2 separate regions of the Ovis aries genome follow, and region 2 is linked to region 1. A link is a contact called in public Hi-C data. All regions are on one chromosome and are shown on one strand. The core of a region is the stretch at or near the end of the contact, and the rest is flanking DNA. Distances in the headings are between cores, read along the strand shown.

The links. A called contact is a pair of places that touch in the nucleus more often than the background predicts.
Region 2: a Hi-C map of liver shows a contact between it and region 1, with 4 times the contacts expected there. The contact joins two enhancer-like sites. A contact is called at or near these places in 2 of 16 Hi-C or Micro-C datasets (liver and tail adipose tissue).

The regions. Positions count from the first base shown.
Region 1 is chr2:54,258,802-54,262,380 of ARS-UI_Ramb_v3.0, reverse strand. No RefSeq gene overlaps it. Among named protein-coding and RNA genes, the nearest start is that of TRNAG-CCC, 65 kb to the right of the region's middle. Within about 2 kb of position 1,935, at least 2 of the 54 cell types and tissues checked have an H3K27ac peak or open chromatin away from gene starts, as enhancers often do. A contact at or near this core is called in liver, where this site is marked.
Region 2 is chr2:54,406,012-54,409,590 of ARS-UI_Ramb_v3.0, reverse strand. No RefSeq gene overlaps it. Among named protein-coding and RNA genes, the nearest start is that of TRNAG-CCC, 210 kb to the right of the region's middle. Within about 2 kb of position 1,965, at least 1 of the 54 cell types and tissues checked has an H3K27ac peak or open chromatin away from gene starts, as enhancers often do. A contact at or near this core is called in liver, where this site is marked.

The DNA of each region.
Region 1 (3,579 bases), core at 686-3,185:
TAAATTTTAAAATCTTTAATTCTTACATGCATTCCCAAACATGAACCCCCCTCCCACCTCCCTCCCCATAACATCTTTCTGGGTCATCCCCATGCACCAGCCTCAAGCATGCTGCATCCTGCGTCAGACATAGACTGGCGATTCAATTCACATGATAGTATACATGTTAGAATGTCATTCTCCCAAATCATCCCACCCTCTCCCTCTCCCTCTGAGTCCAAAAGTCCGTTATACACATCTGTGTCTCTTTCCCTGTAATGAGAGCATTAAATCAATATGTGAGTGAAACCACAACTTTTAAAGTTGTGATCCTCTAAGGCTTTGCTGAGGGAATTCCATTTGATAATGTGATCTATCCTCTTAATTTATAGTCACTTGGGATATACTAATGAAAAACTAACATTCATTAATTCATACAACACATATGAAAGTCAAGTTAGACACCAGGTGTTGTAAAGGAACCTGCAGTCAGGTGGAGAAAGTGGGCAGGTAAACATTAATTATACATGAAGTGATCAGTTCCCCAAAAGAGGTCTATAGAGATATGAATCATAAGAAGGAGGAATCAGAGAAGGCTTCACAGAGGAAGTGCTCTTTGAGCTCAAGTGTGAAGGACAAGTAAATCTTAAACAAAAAAATGTGCAAAATACCAACCACATTGGCTGGTTCAGTGCATGGATACAGTTAATATAAGTCCTTTTGTCCTCTCTCCTGATATTCTTTCCAGTTGTAGATTGTTATTATTAAAATATCTCTAAATCTCTTAAACTTTAACCCTGCCAGTTGCATTCTATAATTAACCCCCCTGAATAACCAATATGAATATTGAGACACAGTCATCTAAATATGAATATTGACTTGATTCATTCATACATGCTTGTTGTTTAGGAGTTGTTCATGATTACAGTTTCTCCTGTGTAAACTTTAGGTAGCTGATATATTGTACTTTGTTCTGGGTACCAAATTCTTATAGAGACATGAGTAAACATAAGTCTATAGAGGAAAATCCCCTGAAGAAGGAAATGGCAACCCACTCCAGTATTCTTACCTAGCAAATCCCATGGACAGAGGAGCCTGGCAGGCTAATACCGCCCAGGGGTTCACAATGAGTCTGACACGACTGAACGACTAAGCACAAATGTAACATTTCCAAGTGATACACCCAAGAGTAGTAATAGAAGCTGCACGGTGATAAAATTTGACTCAGTTTAGGGAAGAATTTTCTGATGTTCTAATACTTCCTATCAAACTTAAGGCAGACAGCAATCTTGTGGGAACTTGGTGAGTTATATTCAAATGCCATGTTATTAGCTGGACAAATATAGAGAAAAGTCTATTTCAGTGTTCAGATTATCTGATTCTATATCTAATATAAGCTTCTGTTTTCTTTTTTTCTATTTAGATTTTTTTCCCCCAGAATAACAAATGATTCACAAAATTATTAGATAAGTCATTCCTTGAAATTTGGGGCCACAAATCATGCAAGATGTAGAAGCATGTTGATAACTTGACTAATCATTTCTTAATATTTGTAGTGTAAATGAAGGCAAAAAAATCATCTTGATATTAATTGACAGCCTTTGAAAATACCCCATATGTTTGGAATAGAATCAGGGCCCTTGCAAAGATCAGAAAGCAATGTCCTACAGTGAGAAAATTGATACCATGAAACAGCAGTTCTCTTTGAAGCTCAGAGTAGAGGTCCACTGAGGAAAGTTAAACACACAGAAGTCAAGATTTGCTAACTATGGGGGTAAAAAGTCAGCACCTGGAACCATTTCAAGTAAAACAGTAATTTCTAGCAGCGGTGAATTGTCAAGAGTGGGTCAAAGAGAACTAATGAAACCATCCTTTCCTCCCCAAATCTCTTGTCTCCTATAGCCTTCATAGCAACTGCGTAGTAGGATCAGAGGACTCCAGAGGCCAAAGGGCATTTGTCTAAACATCTGTGGAGTTCAGGGACATGTTATCATTGGAAACTACTCAATAACACGGTGTGGACCGTGCACAGAATTTGCTGGACTTAGCTTCATGGAGATAGTCAAACAGTAACAGCAGCTGAAAGTAAACATTACAAACATGCTTTCTTAAAGGAGCCTGTTAGTCTGAGATTTCCCTTACTAAATCGTCTGGACAAACACTCCTGACACAACCCCTCTACCCAGCCCCAAACCATTCCACACACCAAGTCTGTTTTTTTTTAATTCTCATAAGTAAAATTAATTGTTTTATAGTGAACAGGATTTAGTACATTCACAATGTTCAATAACCAACATTTTTATGTAGCTCCCAAACATTTTATCACCCCAAAGAGAAAGTCCATACCCATTAAGCAGTCATTCTCCATCTCCCTCTTCTCCAAGCCCTTGGCAACCACCAATCTGTTTTCTTTTTTTTTTTTTTAATTAATTAATTTATTTATTTTTTTAAATTTTAAAATCTTTAATTCTTACATGCGTTCCCAAACATGAACCCCCCTCCCTCCTCTCTCCCCATAACATCTCTCTGGGTCATCCCCATGCACACATTTACCTATTCTGGATGGTTCATGTAATTGGAATAATACAATATGTGACCTTTTGTGTCTGGTTTCTTTCCTTTAGCCAAGTTTTATACAGAAAAAAAATTCTGTATGATTTTTACCATGCTTTATTTTCTGGTTCAAAAACTTTATTTTGGATGTCAATATTTATACTCTTTGTACAGCTCTCTACAAAATGTATTTACTCCCCTCACATATTATTTGAACCTTACAACAATCTTATAAATTAGGTAGTAATGACCTTATTACTACTATTTCACAAGTGACAATATTGAGACGAGGAGAGCTGGTCCAGCATCCCACAGTAAAATTATCCAGTGCTTTCCAGTCTTCATGTTCTAATGCCTTTTCTAAAGAATATCACCACACAGCTTGTATCAGACCTCTTGCAAACATAGAGTACTTACTCCTGTATCTTTAAAATCTCAAAAGCACATTTTAAATGAATAAAAGAAAATAGTGTTTGGATACCCTAGTACAATTTGCACTCAATAGAGAGCTATTTTGACACATGATATTTACGTAGGACTGGAAATAAACTGAGCACATAAAACCAAATCTCCACTTGGAGTCACACGGAAACCAGTTCAACCCCATGTCTTTGGACCTTGGATGGTATCTAAGTCTTGGTTGTGCTGTCTGTAGAGTAAGAAGGTTTGATATAAATGACCCCTAAGGCCTCTTCCAGATCCAAATGCTAGGCCAGCCCCAGGTTGAACTCAACACTGAACTCAGTTTCATCTATATAAGGTCAGTAACTATTTGAAATCAATCGAAAGTTTTATTCATGACTATTACCAACAGTCATCCCTTCTTGCTGAATTTTTTCAAGAAATTGAGAATGTTCTTGATCAAACTAGCTATTTCAGATTTTATTGACTAAAGGATATCGATATAAATAGACAGTTTGCAGAGAGATCTAATTAATTTGGTGATGGCCAACTTCTTGACTTTCTGGAATAGCATACTATTTCAGACATTTCTCTGTATTTAAGCTGCTCATTCCATTCTAGAACTGCCCATAGTTATCACTTTTG
Region 2 (3,579 bases), core at 716-3,215, 150 kb before region 1:
AATGGAATTTATCCACTTAAAGCCTTCAAGAGCTATGCTTTTATGAAGCAATATTCTTGTGACTATGCTGTTACATGATTCTTACACAGTCAGATAATTTATAGAAACTTGCTTCTCTGGGTAGCATCTGCCTTTGCTATATACGGTTTGCTGAGTGTTTTTCTTAGCAAAATATATACTATGATTACCAGATAAATAGCATCTTATGAACTATACGTTCATGTATAGTTCTTATGAACTATAACTTACTTTCCACATAGTTCTCAGTAATGACCAGAAATTTAATAATAAACACAGATGTTTGACTCTGATATGAAGAGATTTCTTTCTGGAAATGTTAGGCCTCCTACCATTAAGGAGGAAGCCCTTCTTAGTTCAGCTCCGCTCCAAGTCTCTCTCTTTTGCAGTCTCCTTCTCTTTCTCAACCTCTCTCTCTCCCCCAAGCCCCAGCCCCAGCAACCCACTCTCTCTCTCTCTCCCTCTGTCTCTTTTAGTAGAGGCTCATCTAATGAAAGGTAAAAGGGATCCTAACACAGAAATGTTTGACCCCAATCTCTGTACTCTTAGCCAACTTTCTGTGCTGCCCTCTGTGGGAGCTGCTCCTCTACCCTCACTGGGCCAACCTGAGCTAATACACACCTCCAGTGTCCTGGTGCAGACAGTTCAGTGTCCTTGCTCAAATGCAGCACAATCACAGTTCACTCTGATCCTGTCCCCGTCATGCACACTAGGAGACAGAGAAAGCTGCTTGTCATGAATGTTCAATATTTCCTTGATCTTCAAGGTGAATTTTCCCCTGAATGAAACCCTTCTGGAATCAAATTTTCATAGTTACCAGCAACTCTGGTCTACTAAAATATGTTCTTTCATGATAAAAAACACCTTTTAACACTTATACCTGCCCTTCCCACATGTACTAAATACAATCCAGTTTAATGAGAACATATCTAGCCAATCACTTGTCATAAATGAATAAGTCTTTACCCTGGGTCCTTTTGACATAATAGAAAGTATACTCAGAGGAGGGTTATCAATTTAAAATGTACAATTTGGGGAGATACACCACTGATTCTACTGCTCAGCTATTCTTTCTGACACAGTCGAATGTGTCTTTTCAAAGAACAAGGCTTCACATTGTAGTTAGGGCATGGATATGTGAGGTCCTAGGATAATCAAAAAGCCACCCAGTGGTGCAGCCTTTCATTCTCTCATTTGGTCATTGTCTTTCCCCCTTCAGCCTTTCAAAAGAAGACAAATATTGTTCCTAATGGCACTGTCTAAAAAACTACATTGGCCAATTTAGATAGGAATTCCAGGATAAAAACACTATTTTTTAAAATAGTGGCAAGGTAACACTGAGGTGCTCTTTCATGGAAAAGATTTAGAGGTAGAAGGAAATCTAGGGTTTGCAAGAGACAAATTGTCATTTATCACAACCTCGTGTTTCTACTGTGTATTCCTCTTCTCCTTTGTTTCCACATTCATTCCTTCCTTTTGCAAATGCATACGTTTTCCGTGTTCTAGTCCCTACAGAAATGCAGGTCACAACCCACATAGGACTGCATGAGGATAACATATAGAAAGTGAGGAGGCTTTAGAGCAGTGATTCTCAATTACAACAGAAATTAGAATCGTGGGAACTTTGAAAAAACAGTGCTAGGGATGCACCCCAAACAAATCAAATCAGAATTTTGGGAGAATGGCAGTTGGGTTTTTCAGCATTCAGAACCACTTCTTTCAGTGGAGAATGGGAAAGGAAAAAGAAGTTCAAGGAGTTCAAGAAACAGGGTAAGAGACCCTTCCAATATTTCTGACTTTCGCATGTTTCCTGCAGGTAGCCTTCTAGCAACACAAATATCACTTGGCTTTCCTAAAATTAACAAGGCAATATATCTTTAATACATCTCCAGTTACCCTGTAGTGATTACACAACTATCTGTTGACCTGTGGAATTGCAGGTTGCAGAGTCCCTGAGCTGACTGACCTCTGCTATGGTGGCTGTCCTCTACATGAGGAAGCAAGGCTCACCTGACCTTTCCTCTTAACTTGGGCTACCAAATTGCTTTCCAGAACTCCAACTTTCATTTCATGAATTTCAGGTTGTAAGGAGTGAGCTTCATAGGGAGAAGCAAGTGTTAGAAACTTGATGGAAGAGCAGGTTTTCATTCTGTGGATAACAGAACTTCAGATATCAGTCAGAGAATATTTGCACAAAAAAGAATATTCCACCCACTTGATGGAGAAAATTAAGGCGAAGTTTAGTGATTCAGAAAACTCCTCCTGTTCTTATCCGAGGCTTCCTAAAACTCAGGGTTAGGTTTCCTCTCTCAGGTTCCATGTCTCTATCTCAGTGTCATGATGTTTAGTTATGGAGAAAAATGTTTTTAATAAATTACAAGCATCAACCATGAAAATGGAGAAGGTAGTCTATCTATTACCAAAAAAAATACTTACTTAACACACACACACACACACATATATATATGAGGAGGAAAAATATTAATAATACTTCCTCATGCTTAAGACAGAGTATAAATGAAGAGGGCAAAAGTCTTCAGGGAGCAAAATAATAAGGAAGGGAGAAAGGTTCAGGAGGGGAGAGAAGAAGAGAGGAGAAGAAAAGCAAAGCAACGGTTGGTAGTTTCATAGACTGTCAACAACCCCAGATGTGTTTGTTTGTTTGTTTGTTTGTTTGTTTATTTTATAAAATTCAGTTTATATTTTATTGATTTATTTATTGTGTGTGATTTTTTTTTCCTTTTTTTTTTTTTTACTTTACAATATTGTATTGGTTTTGCCATACATCAACATGAATCCACCACGGGTGTACACGTGTTCCCCATCCTGAACCCCCCTCCCACCTCCCTTCCCGTACCATCCCTCTGGTTCATCCCAGTGCACCAGCCCCAAGCATCCTGTATCCTGCATCAAACCTGGACTGGCTATTTGTTTCTTATATGATATTATACATGTTTCAATGCCATTCTCCCAAATCATCCCACCCTCTCCCTCTCTCACAGAGTCCAAAAGACTGTTCTATACATCTGTGTCTCTTTTGTTCTCTCACATACAGGGTTATTGTTACCGTCTTTCTAAATTCCATATATATGCATTAGTATACTGTATTGGTGTTTTTCTTTCTGGCTTACTTCACTCTGTATAATAGGCTCCAGTTTTATCCACCTCATTAGAACTGATTCAAATGTATTCTTTTTAATGGCTGAGTATATTCCATTGTGTATATGTCCCAAGGTGTTTTTGTGGATCTACATAGATTGTGAAAATGACCCATTTCTCAAATCAGCATGGGGAGTGCCATCACAGTAGAGCCATGTTTCCAAATGAAGCACAAGCTAAGACATATATTCCTAATGGGATACTTGAAGTGTTTGCAAAAATGCAAATTGCTGGGTGAGGCTGACTTAGAGTCAAGACTACGAAATAACCTTCCTATTTTTAGGCAGGATGTGAGATTGGGAGGGAAAGGGAAGGGAAGAGACATGATAAAGAGTGGCTATTGTCAGAACTATCTCTTGGCTGTGATAAACTTATAGTGCCAGTTTCAGGGGAGTTGGTTTT